Linked DNA regions of Zea mays: region 1 is linked to region 2. Evidence: chromatin contacts called from public Hi-C data. All regions are on one chromosome and are shown on one strand. Each heading gives the region's core, a stretch centred on a gene start, on an enhancer-like site or on the middle of the called end of the contact. The rest is flanking DNA. Distances are from core to core; before and after follow the strand shown. Region 1 holds the start of LOC100275784. Region 2 holds the start of LOC103626704 (protein CYPRO4-like).

Region 1 (5,540 bases), core at 1,292-3,791, 340 kb before region 2:
CCATTTTGATAGTGGATCGGGTCCATGCATATGTACATAGGGATCTCAGTGGACATAGCTAAAGAAGATCGAAGAGGTGGGATCTTGGTGTGGCCACACCCTTATTCAACCTCTCAACGCACGCACACAGGGGGATTCCTGGCTTGACTACGGGGGGAGGGGGGCTAGGCCTGGGCGTGTCGGAGGGAAGGGAGGACTTGGCCATGCCGGGCTTGGGCAAGGCTAAAGATGCAAAGTTTTAGGACCCAAGTGACTCCAACGTGGCACACCACATCGACATTCGGTTTGAGCAAACCTTGATTTGAACGATTTTGTATGGACCGACTAAATTAGAGGACCCGTTTTGCTGGTTTTCTAAGTTCGGGGACCCAAGTAGCGCATCATGCCAAATTCGTGGATCGTTGATACAGTTTTACTCTTTATTATTTAATTTTAGGTGAAAACACGGGTATAAGTTTGAATAAAGTATTTTATAAAGGTTAAAAGACAAGACAAGGGAAGTAGTAGACTAGTTGTTTACCCTTTTCCATCAAATTTGAAGTACATTTGCAAGTATAGATGTATAAATGGGTACGGCCTGCCGAACGTCTCATGGCACGACATGGTTTTAGCCCATCACAAGCATGGCCCATTCCGTTAGCTGCTTGGCTCGTGTCGGCCCAATCCATCAATGTGTCGTGCTTGGACCTTAAGTGCGGTACATCGAGCTTGACCTGGTTTTATTTTTTTTCATTTTAGTTAAACATATCTACATTATGTTTGAGTATAGACTATAAAACAAAAAATATGTGTGTTTTGTTAGCTAAGTGGGTGTAAATGTGGCTTTGAAGCCAGCAACCATGGTGTAAACCCCCTACTTATAAATACTTTTTGCTTATTTATGTTATTTAAACGTCATAGACTACCATAGAGATTTGTCGGGCTATATTCCGACCTGACACGATTAGTGGATTGATAGGCTATGCCTGAGCCTCGCTCATGGGCTGTGGGCTAGCACGGCATGACCCGTTGGCCAATCTAGGTCAGTCTGACATGGGCCTGTCACGATCACAAACCTGGTAGACCATTATTGGGTCTCACCCATGAGTTGTGGACCGACACAACATGTCCCAATGGTCAATCTAGACCTTTCCAACATGGCCCAATTCTTGTAGGGCCTAGCCATGTCTGGTCTAGCACAGCCCATCCATTTAGACATGTATTCTTGCAATGATTCAAGACTAGCTAGAACCCCCTATGCAGTATATGCATATGTATCTCCTCTGCCTGAGTTGACAACAAGTTAAATGCTAGCAATATCTAGAGAAATACTGCAGCAAAAGCTTTACCTGTCCATCAGCATACACAAGAATATGCGTATGTCTCTTTGGTTTCTGCCTTATTACAAGTTACAATCACAATCACAATCCTCTAACCCTATCTGCAGACTACAACATATTTTGTCTACTCTTCATCATTTCCACATGCTGGTCTGGTCACATGAGTTGCATCAGCTTCCATCATATGCCGAGGGAAAACTGCTAGCGAGTACAATCTATATATCAGCCATTGTTCTTTTCCTGCAAATTGAACTGCCCTTCCAATTCCTCTATCCGGGCACGTACTAACATCTGCATGCTGAGGGGCAAAACAAAACAGATAGAACCCATAAAAAAAGTTTCATGTTAGGTACATTTATATATATAGATGGATGTTGAAACTTGAAAGTATGATTCGTTAACAATACAATTAAAGGCTATTATACATCACCCGAGTATCAGGTTCATTGCAGCAACAACAAACAACAAAGCAAAAACCCAGAAAACTAACCTGGTAACACAAGATCTAGCTCAACCTCGCTCGTTGCACCGCGTTCGAGATGCGCCTGAGAGCGTCAACTTGCGCGTGTAGGTGAGTAACGTAGTCCACAGCCTCATGAAGCAGCGAGATCTCATCATGGAGCAGCTCGCCTCCGGGAATCATCTTCCTGAGCACCATGGTCCTCTTCCTCACCAGCCTCCGCGCGATCTCCCTGCAGCTACCGAGCGTCGTTCCCGCCGCTGCCGTCGTCCTTGCAAGCGACGAGGACGTGGTACCAGCAATGCTGCCATCCCTCCGTCTCCGCGTCCTCGTGTGGTGGAGACACGACCGCCTCACGACCTTCTTCTTGCACACGCCGCGCGTGTTCTTCTTCTTCTTCCCCGGCGACGACGGCGACGGCGTTCTAGCAGACGGCGACGACGACGACGACGAACTTGGAGCCAAGACGGCCTGTGGCCACCGCGCCCCACCGCCGCGGGCAGAAGCCGCCATGGCGATGTCGACCGACGCCTTGATGGCGCGCTTCCTCTGCTGGAGACTCATCGTGGCGGTGGCGCCGCCCGCGGAGCCAGAGGATGAGATATTGCAGCAGGCTTGGAGACTCGAGATCATGTTCTTGAGGACGAAGCCTTGCTGGAAGGCCTTGGTGTTGGGGCCTCGCATTGCGTCGTTGGTTACTGTGATCGAGCTGGAAAAGCAAGTAAGATCGAGCGAGGCCGTGTAGGAGGAAGGCGATGGACCGGAGAATACGTGTGTGGTGTGCTTGAGATTTATAGCAGACTATATACACATAACACACACACACAACTGATCTCCATGCATGAGGAATGGGAGTCGCATGCTGCATGTACGTGGTGCTGAGCTAGCATGCATATGCATTCCCATCGTTACATTTGGTGGTCCTGGATCGATATATAGCTAAGCTAGCATGCATGCATCTCTTGTCGCTTTTTTCGTGTCATGGCACATGGTCTATTGTTGTACATTTGCATGCGCTGAAAAAGGTCTTGTTTTCAAGGTTGAAGTTAACAGTGTGTGGTACGTAGCTAGCTAGCTGTGTATAGAACACAGTGTGTAACAATTGCCAGCTCAGAATTAACAAGCATGTGGCCGAGGGCTCTCTCCAAAGCACGCGAGGTATATAGTACTACGTACTTGTTGCGTTGTGTTATTCCATGGAATTAATTTTCTAACGCATGCTCCGTATATATATGTGTGTGCATATGTACCTCACATGTCACATGATCATCTCAAAGTACAATCACAAGTACAGACGTAGTACAATAGTAATGCAAGGCAAATAATCCTTAAGCACTGTAGCTGTGAATAATACCATACACACTAGCTAGGTTGCAATTGAGTAGATTTGCAAACCAGACGCTGCAGCTAGAGATACTAAACAAGTCGCGATAGGATCTTTATTGCAGCGAATTTGCATTTTTTTTAAATTTTCAACAAAATGTGTGGGCTTCATGCATGGATCTCGTTCTGTTCTCGTCATATTTTTTTTCTCAATAACATGCATTCTTGAACCAGAGTTAAGATTTGAGAAATGGCGTATTTTGAAGTTGAATCGCACAAAAACAATTCTGCGTGTCAAATGTGTCATATGGGCCATGGGGTATGCAACTGTGCTTAACAGCAGGAATGCTATATATGTGTGTAAAGACGTAGAGTCCGTATACAGTACACACGTACTACAAAGTTTAGGGCTAGTTTAGTAACTTTATTTTTTTCAAAGGATTCTTATTTTTTCAAGAAAAAATAAACTAATTTTACGTGGGAAAATAAAAAATCCTTTGAAAAAAATGGGATTTCCATCCTCCATGCATATTTTTTGTGAGGGGATCGATTCAGCATGCATGCATCGGAAAAGAGATCGACGGAGAGGCCTGGGAGCGCGAGGTCCGCCCCGGCCGGGCTCCCCATGAGCATGACTGAGAAGAAGAGGAGGCAAGGCGCACATGGCGGCACATGCTGCAGCGTCGTCGCTACGACCTTGCGATCGAGTTAGCGAGAACGACGACGTAGATTCGTTGGCATGCATGTTATGTGCTATGCTGCCGTCCCTAGCTGCTCCCATTTCCATGCATCACCCATATTGCTACGAATATGGGCAGGACTTTCTAGACCAGCACGATCACACCCCAAAACACATAAACATAAAGCACGGTCTAGTATGAAATAATATATGTCGGACTAACACGACCCGAAGATAGACCTAGGCTAAGCCTCAAATTCCGTTCCGTCGAGCCCTCGGCACGGGCCGCACATATAGGCCGGTCTTGGGCGGACACGACCCAATAAAACTCATGTTGTTTAATTTCTTTAATTAAGTAAGCTATAACTTTATATTGTTATGATATTTAGACTTTATGTAGTCAAATGATGCTATGCTTGTTTAATATCTTTAATCTAGTAATTTATAGATTTTATGTGGTTGTAATATTTTAATTTTATTATATGGTCAAATATATGGGTTAGACTTAGTTGGCAGGGTCCAACGAAAGCACGACGTAGTTTAGGAGTAGGACCGGACTGGACCACTGTTTTTATACTCCAGACTAGCACGAGTGCACAACATGATCCAAAAGTTTTTTTTGACTTTCTTGGTCCAAATCCATTTGGCACGAAGCAAGATGGGCTCGCCGGACCAGCCCAATTCTCAGCACTAATCACGCATGCATATATTTCCAGCTAGCGATCTCTGTGTGTTATTTGCCAGCAACAGCAACAGCAACGTCTAGCTTGCCGAGTTGCATGCATGCATGGATGACAAGGCTGGAAATTAACATGCTTCGTGAATCGTACGTTAATTTGATCTGGTAGCCGTCGGCGGCATGTATGAATGGTAATAATGGTGGTGGTGGCTCCGCAAGTAGTGGATGGAGATAATATATAATGGAGGTCTTTTGAGCAGGCAGCAGGCAGCCAAGAGCTAGCTAGCGTGCATGCAGTAGTGGACGGAGAAAGCAGCAGCTAGCGAGGGATCGGAGGGACGTGGTGGTTTACCCCACATGACGTACGGCCACATGGGTTTCTCTCCAAACTCGGATCACGCACATGGCGCCTCCCAGCACACGTATAGTTGTCCAAAAGGCTCCTGGTCCATCGGATGCCCCGTGTCATGGTACATAATTGGCCCGGTACGGCTTGTAACCGGTCCACGTTGGTATGGCACGAAGCGTGTGTCGTACTTTGGCGTAGAGAACGGTCTATTGTGTCATGTAGGATCAATATACGACCTATCGAAAGGGGTATATGATGTCTGACTACGACCAAGATCTCAGTAATTGTATTCAAAATCTCTTCCTCTTTGGTGAATCTCTACACAGTTGATGTGCTCCCAGCCCTCCACCCTCTGGTTTTCCTTTCCTAGATTTAGACCATCCAGCTAGCCCTTTTGTCCCCATGCATGTTGATTATGGCCTTGTATAATGTTCCTGTTATTGATTTGCTCCTACTAGTAGGTCACAGTCGAAGGTCGCCGTTGGACATGGCATATAGTTGATTCTGCCTTAACTTCTCCAACATACTCTTAGATGTTGGTCGTGCAATTTTTTAGTAGCGGAATAGACTAGTATGCCATCAATGAATAATATCACAAACTTTTCCAAATTATCCGTGAACACCTTGTTCGTCATGTTTATAAAGTAGGCCAGACATTGATGAGTCCGAACGACGAACTCATACTTCCCATATATGGTTACAAATGTGATGTTCGGGATGTGCTTAGGTCA
Region 2 (5,566 bases), core at 1,245-3,744:
CTAGCCGTTTGGTGGAGGCTGTCTGTCGCATGGTGCACCGGACAGTCCGGTGCACACCGGACAATGTCCGGTGCGCCAGCCACGTCACCAGGCCGTTGGGTTCCGACCGTTGGAGCTCTGACTGCAGGGCCCGCCCGGATGTCCGGTGGCACACCGGACATGTACTGTAGAGTGTCCGGTGCGCCGTCTCGCGCGTGCCTGACTTATGCGCGCTCTGGCGCGCATTAAATGACTCTGCAGGTGACCGTTGGCGCGAAGTAGTCGTTGCTCCGCTGGCTCACCGAACAGTCCGGTGTACACCGGACATGTCCGGTGAATTATAGCGGAGCGAATTCCCGAAGCTGGCGAGTTCAGAGTCGCTTCATTCCTGGAGCACCGGACACTGTCCGGTGTACACCGGACAGTCCGGTGAATTATAGCGGAGTGCCTCTGAATTTTCCCGAAGGTGAAGAGTTTGACTTGGAGTCCCCTGGTGCACCGGACACTGTCCGGTGTGCCAGACCAGGGCAGCCTTCGGTTATCCCTTGCTCTCTTTGTTGAACCCAATTCTTGGTCTTTTTATTGGCTAAGTGTGAACCTTTGGCACCTGTATAACTTATACACTAGAGCAAACTAGTTAGTCCAATTATTTGTGTTGGGCAATTCAACCACTAAAATCAATTAGGAACTAGGTGTAAGCATAATTCCCTTTCACAAATCACTATATCATATGACCTAGAAGATCATGATTATTTATATTATATAACTGGAGTCTACAGTAGATTTCAAGTAGAATTTAAGTGTCCTCGCATTACCATCAAATGTAGTAGCTAATTTCAATGGTTTCGGCCTCTCCTATATAGGGGCAAATTAAAAGGTAACGACAACTTGAAACAGGGGCGAATTTAGAGGGGTTTATCGGGCTCAGCCGACCCCGATAAATTTTATAAACCCTTTAGCAAAACACTGTTAAAATTTATAAAAATTTGTATAATATAGTAAAGCTACTCTTAATGACACCGACAATATTTTTTGCTAGATTCGCTGCTGACTTGAAAGAAGAAAGAAAGTAGCATTCACTTAGACATTAAGAAATAACACGACTTGTTTGCTGGAAGAATCGATTCCTGAAAATGAGCGCCTGACCCCAAAGTACAAACAACTACATATGAAAAGATAGAGCATAAAAAAGAGATCAAAAAATTAGAATGCAAGTCCAAATAGATGCAATGATAGAGGTGGATATTAAGCCAAAACACTGGACTGATATAGCAATGTAACTATAGCAATTAAGGACTTTCAACTTTTATGCAATATCCATTTTAACATAGCTTTTAAAGGACCATTTGCAATATAAAATCATACAGTATCCTTTTAAGTGAGCAGGGAGCATGGAAACACACATTAAAGACTTAGAAAAGTTTCTTGCCCATAGTATTTTAAACATGAATTAGAAATGCCTTCAGAAGCCAATCCAATAAGATAAAATAGAGTAGTTAATCCGTAATTATATAAAAAATGGAGTATCTCCTGCAGGTGACCAAAGGAAGAAAGGTTAGTAATAACTCTTTCCTTCTATGAATATATTGTACCATAGACTCACCTTTTTTAGCGGTAAAAAAATCTCCCTTCCCTTTGGAAATATTATATCTCAATCTCATTTTGTATGAGAGAAAACGTCATCTAAAAAGGTAGGATTCAGCATACACAAATATGAAAGAAACATATTTACTGGAAGTGTACGGACGAATGGATGGGGGTTCTCGGTTGGGGCAGCAAAAGGCTAAGGTATGTGGATAGTAAACTGTCTTAGATTTTGCAATATTTTAGAAAAAAAACACATAGAGTTTGAAATATTTTAGAAAAAAAGGAGAAAAAGCATGCATGCTTGCTGTTGTAGATGGTTAGTACAACGCGAAACTAAAAGTTATAGCTGTACTAACATTGAGTTTTTGCAAAGTAAAAATCAGAGAAATGAATGAATCACGCATGGAAGCTACAGTAAGCAACAAAAAAGGAAAAAAATGAAGACAACAGATCTCTTTACCTTAGAAAGCGACAGTCAGACGAAGCAGAGGCCAATGGAAGCAGCTGCGCTGCCGCTGTCGTCCTCGACAGCGTCGTCACCTCCTGCTATGATACCGTCAAGAAGACGTGCAAGCGGCAACAAAGACGTGGTCAAGATCCCCCCTCTTTAATACAATCTAGGACAGCACAGGAGATGAAGCGGTAAGAGACATGTGTACGGCGATGATTTTTTTTGGTGACGTGACGCAATGTATAGCGAGGAGGCTGCATCAGTTTAATAAGAAGAAATAGCTGTTTTTTAGAAAAAAAAGTAATCTCTTGCCTCTGAGTTCAGACCATGGAACAGTTGGTGCGAGTAAGAGTCAGTGACGGTGCTAGTGCTATGGATCTTCAATTTGAAAATTTTGAATCAGTGAAGTGTGCAACGGCCGTTCGTCTCCTATTCTATTCATTTCCCAGATCTCTCCCACTAGTCCCCAACCTGCAGACTGCAGTCGCAGCGCAAAACGGCCAAAGGGCCCCATTTCTCCCATCACCTCTCCCAAATTCAAATTCCCGCACGCTCCTCCTCCCCTCCCCCAATCTCACCTCCTCGCCGAAACCCTATCAGCCTCCGCCGCCATGGGGGGCTCGCACAGCCGCGAGGACCTCGACCTATCCGATTCCGACTCCGACGACGCCGAGTCCCGGGCCTCCGACAATTCCTCCGACTACGGCACGCCTACCCCGGCATCTGCCTCCTCCAAGTTGGCCAGCGGCGCAGGGGCGGCGGCCACGCCCGCCTCCATCGACGCCATCGACCGCCACCTCCGCCAGCTCCACCTCAAGTACAACGAGCCCATCTCCCCGAACCCTAGCCCCGGGCTCACCCTCAGCGCCAACCCCGCCGCGCTCAACGCCGTCAAGCTATACCTCCACATCGGCGGCTCCTCCCCCTCCGCCAAGTGGATCGTCTCCGACAGCCTCGCCGCCGCCTCCTTCGTACGCACCGGCGACGACGAGGACGACGACGCGCCCGCCGGCGGGCCGTGGTGCCTCGTCGTGGGCTCGAAGATCCAGGCCAGGGTCGGGCCCGAGCTGCAGCTCAAGACCTTCCCCGCGCAGCGTCGGGTGGATTTCGTCGCCGACGGCGTATGGGCGCTTAAGTTCCGCCACGCTGACGGCTTCGGTGACTTCTGCGCGAAGTACCACAGCTGTATGTTTGAGAACAGCTACGGCGTCGCCGCCACGGACGAGGGCCGCGCCAAGGTGTTTGGGAAGGACTTCGCGGCGTGGGCGCGCCCGGAGGACGGCGACGAGTCGATATGGGAGGACGCCACCGACGGCTTCTTCTCTCCGGGTCCCAAGGGCAGCCCGATGCCCCCGCGGACACCAGTACTGAAGCCTTTGTTAGAGGATCTGCGCGAGTTTGAGGAGCCTGTTGAGGAAGGCAGCGGAATTAACAGTCTTGCGCTTGGCGCACTGGATAACAGTTTCCTCGTTGGAGACAAAGGCATTGAGGTCGTGAGGAATTTCGAGCATGGGATACACGGCAAGGGCATGTCCGTGAAGTTTTCTGGAGGGAGCACAAACTTCTCGACACCGAAAAAGGCTCTTCTTATGCGGGCCGAGACTAACATGCTCCTGATGAGCCCAGCCACTGATGGAAAGCCACATGCCAAGGGGGTGCATCAATTTGATATCGAGACGGGGAAGGTGGTTTCAGAATGGAAGTTTGAGAAGGATGGAGCGGATATTAACATGAGGGATATCACGAATGATAGCAAAGGTGCCCAGTTGGATCCATCCGAATCCACCTTCTTGGGACTGGATGACAACCGGTTGTGCCGGTGGGATATGAGAGATCGCAGGGGCATTGTACAGAACTTGGCAAGTGCAACTGAGTCGCCAGTATTGCAATGGACTCAGGGGCATCAGTTTTCCCGGGGGACAAACTTCCAGTGCTTCGCTTCAACTGGTGATGGTTCGATTGTTGTTGGATCATTGGATGGGAAGATCCGCTTGTATTCTAAGAGTTCTATGAGGATGGCAAAGACAGCCTTTCCTGGGTTGGGTTCACCCATTACCCATGTCGACGTGACATATGATGGGAAGTGGATTCTTGGGACAACAGATACATACCTGATTCTTATATGCACCATCTTCATTGACAAAGATGGAAAGGAGAAGACCGGGTTTAGTGGGAGAATGGGGAACCGAATTGCTGCTCCAAGGCTGCTGAAGCTCAACCCACTGGATTCTCATCTAGCAGGAGCAAACAGCAGGTTCAGGGAGGGCAGATTCTCATGGGTGAGTATATATTGCCACTTTTGTTATGAATTTGGTCACATTTACTATTGTACACCATACAAACGATAATGCACTTATTTGGTAGCATTTTGGCAGTCTGCGTGATCAAAACTGACAGCATTGGTTAAACTGCTATAGTTAGTGATGTGCAATTATTATCAATTTATATGGTCTATTGCTTCATCCTGTGACATATAGAAGTGGTTAAATTATATTGGTCGCAGATGCTGTTATCTGGCCTTTGGCTATAATGTTTAGGCTTTCCCCCCTGTTTAATTCTTATTATATTCTTGATTTTTAGTACATGTCATCTGCAGTTTTGCTGTTGTGTGCCATACTGCCATTCTTCTGATAATGTTAAACATTGGCTACTATAGGATGCCTTGACCAATGCATGTCAGTTACTATGCTACTAAGGGGTCTTGCTTTTTATAGTCTTATTACAAATGGTTACCAGGTTTCAGTTGTCATGAAAATTTAGTATGCTAGAAAAATAGTGTTACATTGCATAATACTGCTAAACACATTCAATTAAGTTTTGATTCTAATATCATTTAGATCACCATTATCAAACTACTAGAGTCATGTATCTCCCACTAACTTTGTTTCTTGATTGAGTTTACTACTGAGCACCTCGGATCCACAATCCAATTTGGGGTTGATAACCTGTGCATGCATGTGGTGAACGCATTGTTAAGAAACCACCTTGTATGCCTATACCATTTGGGTGTCGTTCAGTGGTTCATGTTCAGTGTTATTAAAACTACGTTTAAACGATGTTTAAACTACGTTTATACGTCAAAACTCTAATTAGAGGTTGAAACCACGTTTTAGCGTTCTAAACTGTAAAACACAGTGTTTTATGTATTTTAGACCATTAGCTACTTTTGGGTCCAGTCTATTAGTTACTTTTGAGATTCAATCCAGCTCATGGGTGAAGTTTTGGTAAGCCACTAACCTCTCTATTTTGGTATTTAGCTTCATATTATTGTCTGAAATTATGATGTATTGGTATTTTTCCTGTGTTGTTTAAAACTACGTTTAAACAAAGTTTAGACGTTTAAAATTCAAAATTTGACCCATGAGCGTTCCAACGTTTTACCGTTTTAATAACCTTCATGTTGTTTGAGCTGTTTTGAAACTATTAATATGCTGTGAACTTTAAATTTATGGTTCTAAGATAAACTAGAATTTTATGCTAACGAAACATAGCTGTATCTAGTAAGCTGCAGCGATCTATATGTGTCTGACTGCAGGGACTATTAATCAA

What was found. A called contact is a pair of places that touch in the nucleus more often than the background predicts.
Region 1: a Hi-C map of root tip shows a contact between it and region 2, with 6 times the contacts expected there. The contact joins the promoter of LOC100275784 here to the promoter of LOC103626704 in region 2. A contact is called at or near these places in 7 of 25 Hi-C or Micro-C datasets (bundle sheath, ear, endosperm and 3 more) and 1 of 3 datasets of contacts at active chromatin or transcription factors (leaf).

The regions. Positions count from the first base shown.
Region 1 is chr5:92,221,351-92,226,890 of Zm-B73-REFERENCE-NAM-5.0, reverse strand. It overlaps LOC100275784, which reads right to left and starts at 2,541. Exons shown (of 2, transcript NM_001374083.1): 1 at 1,810-2,541; 2 at 1,148-1,617. The coding sequence starts at 2,463. The coding sequence ends at 1,825.
Region 2 is chr5:91,877,680-91,883,245 of Zm-B73-REFERENCE-NAM-5.0, reverse strand. LOC103626704 (protein CYPRO4-like) reads left to right here and starts at 2,494. Exons shown (of 2, transcript NM_001346849.1): 1 at 2,494-4,296. The coding sequence starts at 2,629.